2 separate regions of the Bombyx mori genome follow, and region 1 is linked to region 2. Evidence: chromatin contacts called from public Hi-C data. All regions are on one chromosome and are shown on one strand. Each heading gives the region's core, a stretch centred on a gene start, on an enhancer-like site or on the middle of the called end of the contact. The rest is flanking DNA. Distances are from core to core; before and after follow the strand shown. Region 1 overlaps LOC101744498 (neurobeachin). Region 2 overlaps LOC101744498 (neurobeachin).

Region 1 (3,580 bases), core at 234-2,733, 100 kb before region 2:
CATCAATCTGACGACAAGTTCTAAACTAAAATATTAAAATTGATACCCAGCCGAGTAATAATAGCTCTAACGCTCCGTGTAAGATCTCCCTTTTGTTGCCTGGTGGTAGGACCTCTAGTGAGTCCGCACGGGTAGGTACCACCACCACGCTGCCTATTTCTGCCATAAAGCAGCAATGCGTTTCGGTTTGAAGGGTGGGGCAGCCGTTGTGACTACACTGAGACCTTAGAACACAGATAACACAGATGGGGTTTATCTGTGCCTTAGAACTTATATCTCAAGGTGGGTGACGCGTTTACGTCGTAGATGTCTATGGGTCCCAGTAACCACTTAACACCAGGTGGCCTGTGAGCTCGTCCATCCATCTAAGCAATAATAATAAAATAATAAAAATTAAATTTTTTTTGTCCTTCGCTTCAGGTACTGAAATATTGTGAGCATCTACACGGGAAATGGTACTTCAGCGAGATACGAGCTATTTTCTCGAGACGCTACCTTCTCCAGAATGTCGCCGTCGAGCTGTTCCTCGCCAGCAGAAGTGAGTAAAAATATCTCTAATCTGTTAAAATCTGCCTTGCGTCTTAAGAAATTTTGGTTTTCTGAGGCGAACTTATCTAAGTGACATAGTATCAAGATTAGTTAGTTGAACAAGTTCGTATGAAAGTTCTTATTAGTTTGGTTGTCCATCAGATCCAATAATCTTTGCATTAGACGTCTTCAGCTCTAGCACTAGCAGGAGCAGGCTTAGGGACCCCGGTAACCGTACTCGTCGAACTCGACAAAGAGTTCGACGTGCAACCTAACCCATGCATCAGCCCGCTGAGTTTCTCGCCGGATCTTCTCAGCGGGTCGCAATTCCATTCCGGTAGTAGATTCATTCGCGAAGCAGCTGCTCTTGAGTTGTTAGGTCTCCTTCGGAGGCGCTCGGGCAGTTGTTAGCAAATACCACCCCTCCTGGCTGAGCCTTTGCTCGCCCACCTGTCGTGGTGAAACTGGAAAGGCCTCCGGTCCACCAATAACCCTTCAATCCAAAAAAAAAAAGTTTGAGCGGCGCCGCGGGTGTCCAAAATTGGATTCATATCCGCTCAGTTGAACAAGTGCCACTATTTGTGAAAAGCTTCCGAATATCTTGAAAATTCCTGCCCAAGTCGCCCGCGCTGAAGTGGGCTTTGAAATACATCATAGTCAAAAAATGATTTAAACAAACAAAATCTTAAACAAAGAAAATTTTATTTTTCAGCTTCAATATTCTTCGCATTTCCCGACCAAGCGACAGTCAAGAAAGTAATCAAAGCGCTACCCCGAGTTGGTGTCGGCATCAAGTATGGCATCCCGCAGACCAGGTAAGTGCCCCTATATATATAAATCCAACATTATAGATTACCTACCTAGGATGCTTTGATAAGCAGATAATTGTTCATCTAGTTTTAATGTTACTTTACGAAAATGAAACTTGAAACGAGCGCCATCTATTGAAAATATTCCAAAAGCCTACGATTTAATACCAACGTCGATGTGCTGCCATCTAGTAAAAATAATGTGATATGTCTCCAAATAAACCAATGGGCTTAATTAATAGAAACTGTCGATAGATGGCGTTACTAATTACAATCTGAACTCGCGCTGCTATAATCAGAATTTTATCAGTACATAAACTGAGCCAACAATCATTGTCATATACAAGTTTGTATGATTTTCTTTTGGTCGTCACGCGAATATTTCAGTTTTTGTTTTCCTAAAATATGAAATTATCGGATCAGCCGTCGCCAAATGGTGCGCTAACCAAAATTCGATTTTTCATTTTGAATTTTTGTATTTCTGTTTTGATTTTAAGTAATTTTCTACAAAACTAGGAACAGAACTGGAGAGTTAAATAAAAGTAACAATTTAAAGAAACACTAAATTTATTTCAGTCATCACAGTTGAATCACCATACACAATAATTAATAGAGCCTTAAATATATTAACTATTATTGTTTCATTATACCTAATATAATATTTACACATACGTTATGGTAACATACAGTATATAAATCACATTTGAATTGCACGCTGCTTTTCCGAACCCTATTAAATAATTAAACATTACACGAAAACAATCAAATCCCTAAAATGTAAACATCTAAAAAGTACACAAGCAACTTTATTTTGTACCTAAAAATAATTAAATTAAATCATCACCTCCTTATTAACTAAAACTTTGAATAGGAATGTTTAAACTTTCTCGTTTAAATCTACAATTAAAAATATTTGAACCTATAATAATACTGATCACAAAATTCACGATTAATAATTAAAATTACACAAAAAAAAACTACTTAATAAATATAACAACAACTAGTACACATAATTAATGTTTTAAATTCATTGGTAACTTATTAATTAAACTAATAAAAAACATCTAATTCGCTGCAATAAAATCTCAAATTATCAGGAGACCATAATTTCGAAGAAGTTAAAATAATTTCAAAATATAACTTCGTAACGTTAAATTGTCACCGAAGTCCGAGTACCAGGAGACCATAAATGCAAAGAGCTCAATCACAATGAATGTCCGCCATAATTTCGAAAAAGTAATAAAAATTCAAATATAACTCGTAACGTTAAGTTATCACCGAAGTCCAAATACCAGGAGACCATAAATGCAAAGAGCTCAATCACAATGAGTGTCCGTTTTATTCGACTCTTCTGGCTTCCAAAGCTTAAAGTCTTCGCTCTTTTCTAAAGAAACAGCGGCTCCAGCGCTGTGTCTCCTCTGCACTGGCCTGCCCTCGATACTGCATCCCTTATCGCTCTTGTAGCCGGCTTCAAGATCTTTCTCATTTTTGTTATCATCGTCGAACTGCCTCATGATTTCCGTGAGAGTCTTCCCTTTAGTCTCCGGCAGAAACAGGAAGCAGTATGCCGCTCCTATCATTGCACAGAACCCGAACAAATACAAAGTCCCGTTGCTCGTGAGTAAGTTCTCCAATTTAGGATACGTTTTTATGTTGAAGAAAATGAGGACGTAAGCGCAGCACGAAGTCGCCCCGGACATGACTCCTCTGATATCCTGAGGGTACAGTTCTCCGGACATGATCCAGGGCAGTTGGAGGAAGCCGACCATGCTGAAGGAAACGTGTAATAGCACACAGCCGAGCTTCACTAGCGGAGGTCCATTGAGACTGTCGCACACCGCGGCCCCCAGCATGGCGATGCCCAGCAGCAGTCCTGATACTGCTGCCAGGGTCTTCCTTCTGAAGCTGTTAATAAGACAAGCGCCGACTGCTCCCATGAAGACTCTCACACCTCCCACTATGATGGAAGCCGTGAACTCGTTGACGCTAGTACCTACAGACTTGAAGAAATCCACAGCGTAATACAATATGATGTAAATCCCTGACATTTCTTGGAAGATGAAGAAAACTATTAATAATACGAAGGGCTTGAGGACGTTTTTCCGTTTGAAGAGTGCTAATTTCTGTTTGAAGTTCATCTGCTGTTCCTTGCGGTCTTTGGTGAACTCCATGAGTTCTTGTTGCGCCGTGCTGTTGTTCTGACGGAGCCAGAACATAGCGTTGTAAGCTTCTTTCATTTGTCC
Region 2 (3,982 bases), core at 356-2,855:
GCGACGCGACGTTATTATGCAGTGAATTAAATAAAGTTGGCCGTCCACACAGACGGTCCGGTGCTGATCCACACGACGTTCGGCGAGGTGCTGCGCTCACTGAGCAGCGGGGAGGCGTCGGGTCCGCAGCAGCTGGCACTGTCCCGGGAGGGCGTGCTGGTGGTCGCGTACGCCAAGGGACACCTCGCCGCCTACACCCTCAACGGACGGAGGCTCAGGCATGAGACGCACAACGATAACTTCCAGGTAATCATTGCTACCGGAAGGCTACATGATGCAACGCGATGCCACTAAACGTCAATACCTTTTTATTATTTTATTATTTAATCCTACATATGCTCGTAATTTTCAAATATCATTACAAAAAATCCTCACCGACTAAATTTGTAATCAGATACCTACCGCCATTAACTATAATGTCCTTTCAACTAAGATCACACTTGCTCACAAGAAAACGGCTTAACCTATTTTTTCCTACCTATGCTAATATCCTTGAGAGGCTATGTCAGCGTTGCCCTAGCGTGTAGGTGAGCTCTCGGGGCTCAAACCGGAGACGTTACTAACACTGGCCCTAGCAATAGCAGCGCTTCGCAGAAACGACCACCGGATCGGAAAAGCGACCCACTGAGAAAATCCGGCGAGAAACTTAGTGGGCTGTGTCTGTGGGTAAATTTACGGTGACCGGTGCCTTTTTAAGAGCAAAACTTTTAATCAAATTTACTATCCGACCCAAGCGACAGAGCAACGCAAAGCCGCCGTCGCCCGAAATATGTCTTGTGACATCGTCCGGATCCACTTTTGGTGCTCTTAGGCTCCTCAAGCACCGATCGCCGTCTTTGTTTCGTCTCACCGCTCACGGAAGCTTCTCATTGGGTCGCGATTCAGTGGGTCGGTGGTAATTCAGCGAAGCACTGTCCTTGCTAGGGCTAGTGTTAGCAAATTCCCTCAGGCTGAGCCCGTGAGCTAGCCTACCCGTCCGAAGCGTAGCTGGAACAATCTCTTAGGCTAACAGAGAATGTCGCAAGAAAAAAAAGTTAATTGCACTATATGAGAATGCGGCAATGTCTCTGTGTTAATACCACCTCAAACGGGTGTACGAGAGCATAATCAGCTGACGAGATCATAGCGCACTTGGTGTTCGGTGTTCCCCGGAGCGTGTAGATGGGAATTCCACCATTCACTCACCCTGAGACATTTTACTGGTGGTAGAACGTCTTGTAAGTCTGCACGGGTAGGTACCACCACTCTGCCTATTTCTGCCGTGAAGCAGTAATGCGTTTCGTTTTGAAGGATGAGGCAGTCGTTGTACTGTTAAAACGGAGACCTTACGACTCATGTCTTAAGGAGGATGGCTAAAAAAAACCAACTGAGCAATAAAAAAAGTAAGGATGAACTTTTAGTTGTATTATAAATGCACTATTCATCCTTCGTCTCAGGGTATAAATGGCCAGGGAGGGGGTCCGACTTTACCACCGATTGGGGCCGGATGACTGTCCGTGATTTGTTTCCAATTATTATTATTTACACGACATATATATGTACATAAGACGACCGTGGCTGTGGTCGGCTGACGCGCGTGTATTGTGTGCGCAGTGCGTGGTGCTGTCCCGGTGCGGCGAGTACGTGGTGTGCGGCGGCGCGGCCGGCGTGGTGGAGGTGTGGCGCGCCGCCACGCTGGCGCCGCTCTACGCCTTCCCGCCTGCCGGCGCGCCCGTCGCCTCACTCGCGCTCTCGCACGACCAGAAGTACGTACTGCACGCACGCACGCTCACACGTTCATTTAATGTTTCTTAAGGTTTAAATGGGTAATAAAAGTGGTTTATTAATTGTTTAACATCTGTGAGAGGGCACAAACGTGAGAAATTTAAACATAACCGCTTAACGTAACTTCTTGGGTTCTTCCATGAAGTCGCCTGAAAAAGTCTCATTAAATAACCACAAATTTACTAAAACCCTTATTCCATCCCATCTAATCTCTAGAAGAATATAAGGAAACATAAGACTTGGCTTAAAGGTGTCGTGAACAGACCGTAAAATCTTTAAAAAAAAATTACAACCGACACTGTTAATCTTAGCGTCCACCTTTTTCTTCTTGTCTTGATCCCACATTATGTGAAGCCGACGACGCTGCGTGTCCAATTTTCCATTGCTATGAATATCATAAGGATTTGAAATGAGTTTTACGAACGACCGCCTGTCGTCAACCTTCCTTGGGAATGCTGTCGTTGCCCTAAAATGATAGCTAGAAATTTCGACATCCATGAGAATATATGTCATTTATTGGAATTACCTAAGGTAGTAATCGCACAACCACCATACAATAGATATCAGGCACCGATCTTACAATAACTTTATTTAAAAACAATAGAATGTTTAACATTATATTTCCATTGCTTAAATATAATATCACCCGCGATATGTAGTGCATTTATGAATGGCCAATCATACACAAGACAAAACTTCATCATTTATTCAACTATGTCTGACATACATCTTAATTTTCAGATTCCTGCTAGCAGGTCTTGAAAACGGTTCCCTGGTTGTTTTCCACATAGACTTCAACAGATGGCATCACGAGTACCAGCAAAGATATTGAGGCTTGATAAACACTAGTTTCTAAACGAACTAGATTTAAAAAGAAATCAATTATAAATTTATATATAATACAAAAAGCAATGTTAGCGACAACATAATGTTAGGTTAGATCGGTTAGTTCGCGTGACAAACAGTGTATCGTTTTGATAATATTGTGAGTGTTGTGACTAATGTAATGTGAATCGACTAAAATGTTAAACACTATTTACAACAAGATCAAAAATAATATGGTAAAAATTGGTCTTTCCTGATATAATAAAATTGAAAAACGCGATTTTTTGTTGTTGTCCGTTATATTGACATAATATTGTTTGAAATTCAAACATAGCAGCTACAATTTGACACCAGAGATATGACTGAATTTTTTATTGTTAATTAAATGGCGTGGTACTTAACATGGCATCATTTTAACATTCCATTTACAATATTATCTTATTTCAAAAATCCAAACGTTAAGCTTTAACCGTTATTAATGTTATTTAAAATAAAGTTATATAATTTTCATAATTGAAATTCATTGACAGCTATAGAGTAGTACCTAAGTAGATATTTTATGTAATATTTTAGTAGTGCCATAGAAAAGCTGCTATTTTTTTCATTAAATCCAGAGACAATTTCGCTTATTCGCTATTTATACTTGCAATTAACTTATGATTAGATCTCTTTTGATTATTTGACGTCCAAGTATTATAATAGAAGTTTAAGGTGCAATATTTTCAATGATTTGTTTATTTACATAATCTAATCAAACTTGTCACATTTCTTTTCTTTAACTTATCCCCTCATACTGGTAACATAAATCTTTATTATCAACTTGAAATTTTAAAATGTACTGGAAATCACCATGTGCTAGAAAATATTTCGGGGAAGAAATGACAGAGACAAAATAAGCACATGTCTCTCTTGTTGTGCTTATACTGCATACAGCCCTGCCCAACTAAAGATATTCGTCGCTGTTCACTGTTGTTATTATACTTTTTTATGTAAATTCGAGTCCGACATGGTCGGTCGCGTCGGCAAGCAAGGAATTGTAATTGATAATTTTATAAGCAATCACATCTTTATAGTCAAATAGAAAATAAGTGTATAATTATTTTCTTCGCAAGCATTCGCTATGGATATTTGGGCCGTTCTAATTAACTTCAAGCACTTCCAGCATCTATTTTTCACGCTTAACATTATTAAATTTTAGGACGATTTTATCTAAATACTATTAAAAGAAGTTCAAAATTTCTATTGTGAAATGTTAAATAAACAAATCATTTTATTTTATTATACATGTAGAAGATCTAGTATTATTTACTTGAAACATTCCAATTTTCCTTATTTCCTCAAAATATGGTGGAGGGTATGTAACTAAGTACTTAATTTTAATATATTAGTTGAA

The links. Hi-C and Micro-C count contacts between places; a contact is called where the count stands out from the background.
Region 1: a Hi-C map of whole pupa shows a contact between it and region 2, with 5 times the contacts expected there. The contact joins two enhancer-like sites. A contact is called at or near these places in 4 of 7 Hi-C or Micro-C datasets (midgut, posterior silk gland and whole pupa).

What each region holds. Positions count from the first base shown.
Region 1 is chr14:12,609,819-12,613,398 of ASM3026992v2, reverse strand. LOC101744498 (neurobeachin) reads left to right here. Exons shown (of 53, transcript XM_062672222.1): 39 at 421-538; 40 at 1,241-1,343. It overlaps LOC101744355 (facilitated trehalose transporter Tret1-2 homolog), which reads right to left. Exons shown (of 5, transcript XM_021346404.3): 5 at 1,887-3,580. The coding sequence ends at 2,654. Among protein-coding and RNA genes, the nearest start is that of LOC110384805, 36 kb to the left of the region's middle. Within about 2 kb of position 1,483, at least 8 of the 8 cell types and tissues checked have open chromatin away from gene starts, as enhancers often do.
Region 2 is chr14:12,509,089-12,513,070 of ASM3026992v2, reverse strand. It overlaps LOC101744498 (neurobeachin), which reads left to right. Exons shown (of 53, transcript XM_062672222.1): 51 at 53-246; 52 at 1,594-1,745; 53 at 2,506-3,982. The coding sequence ends at 2,596. Among protein-coding and RNA genes, the nearest start is that of RpS3, 8.3 kb to the right of the region's middle. Within about 2 kb of position 1,605, at least 5 of the 8 cell types and tissues checked have open chromatin away from gene starts, as enhancers often do.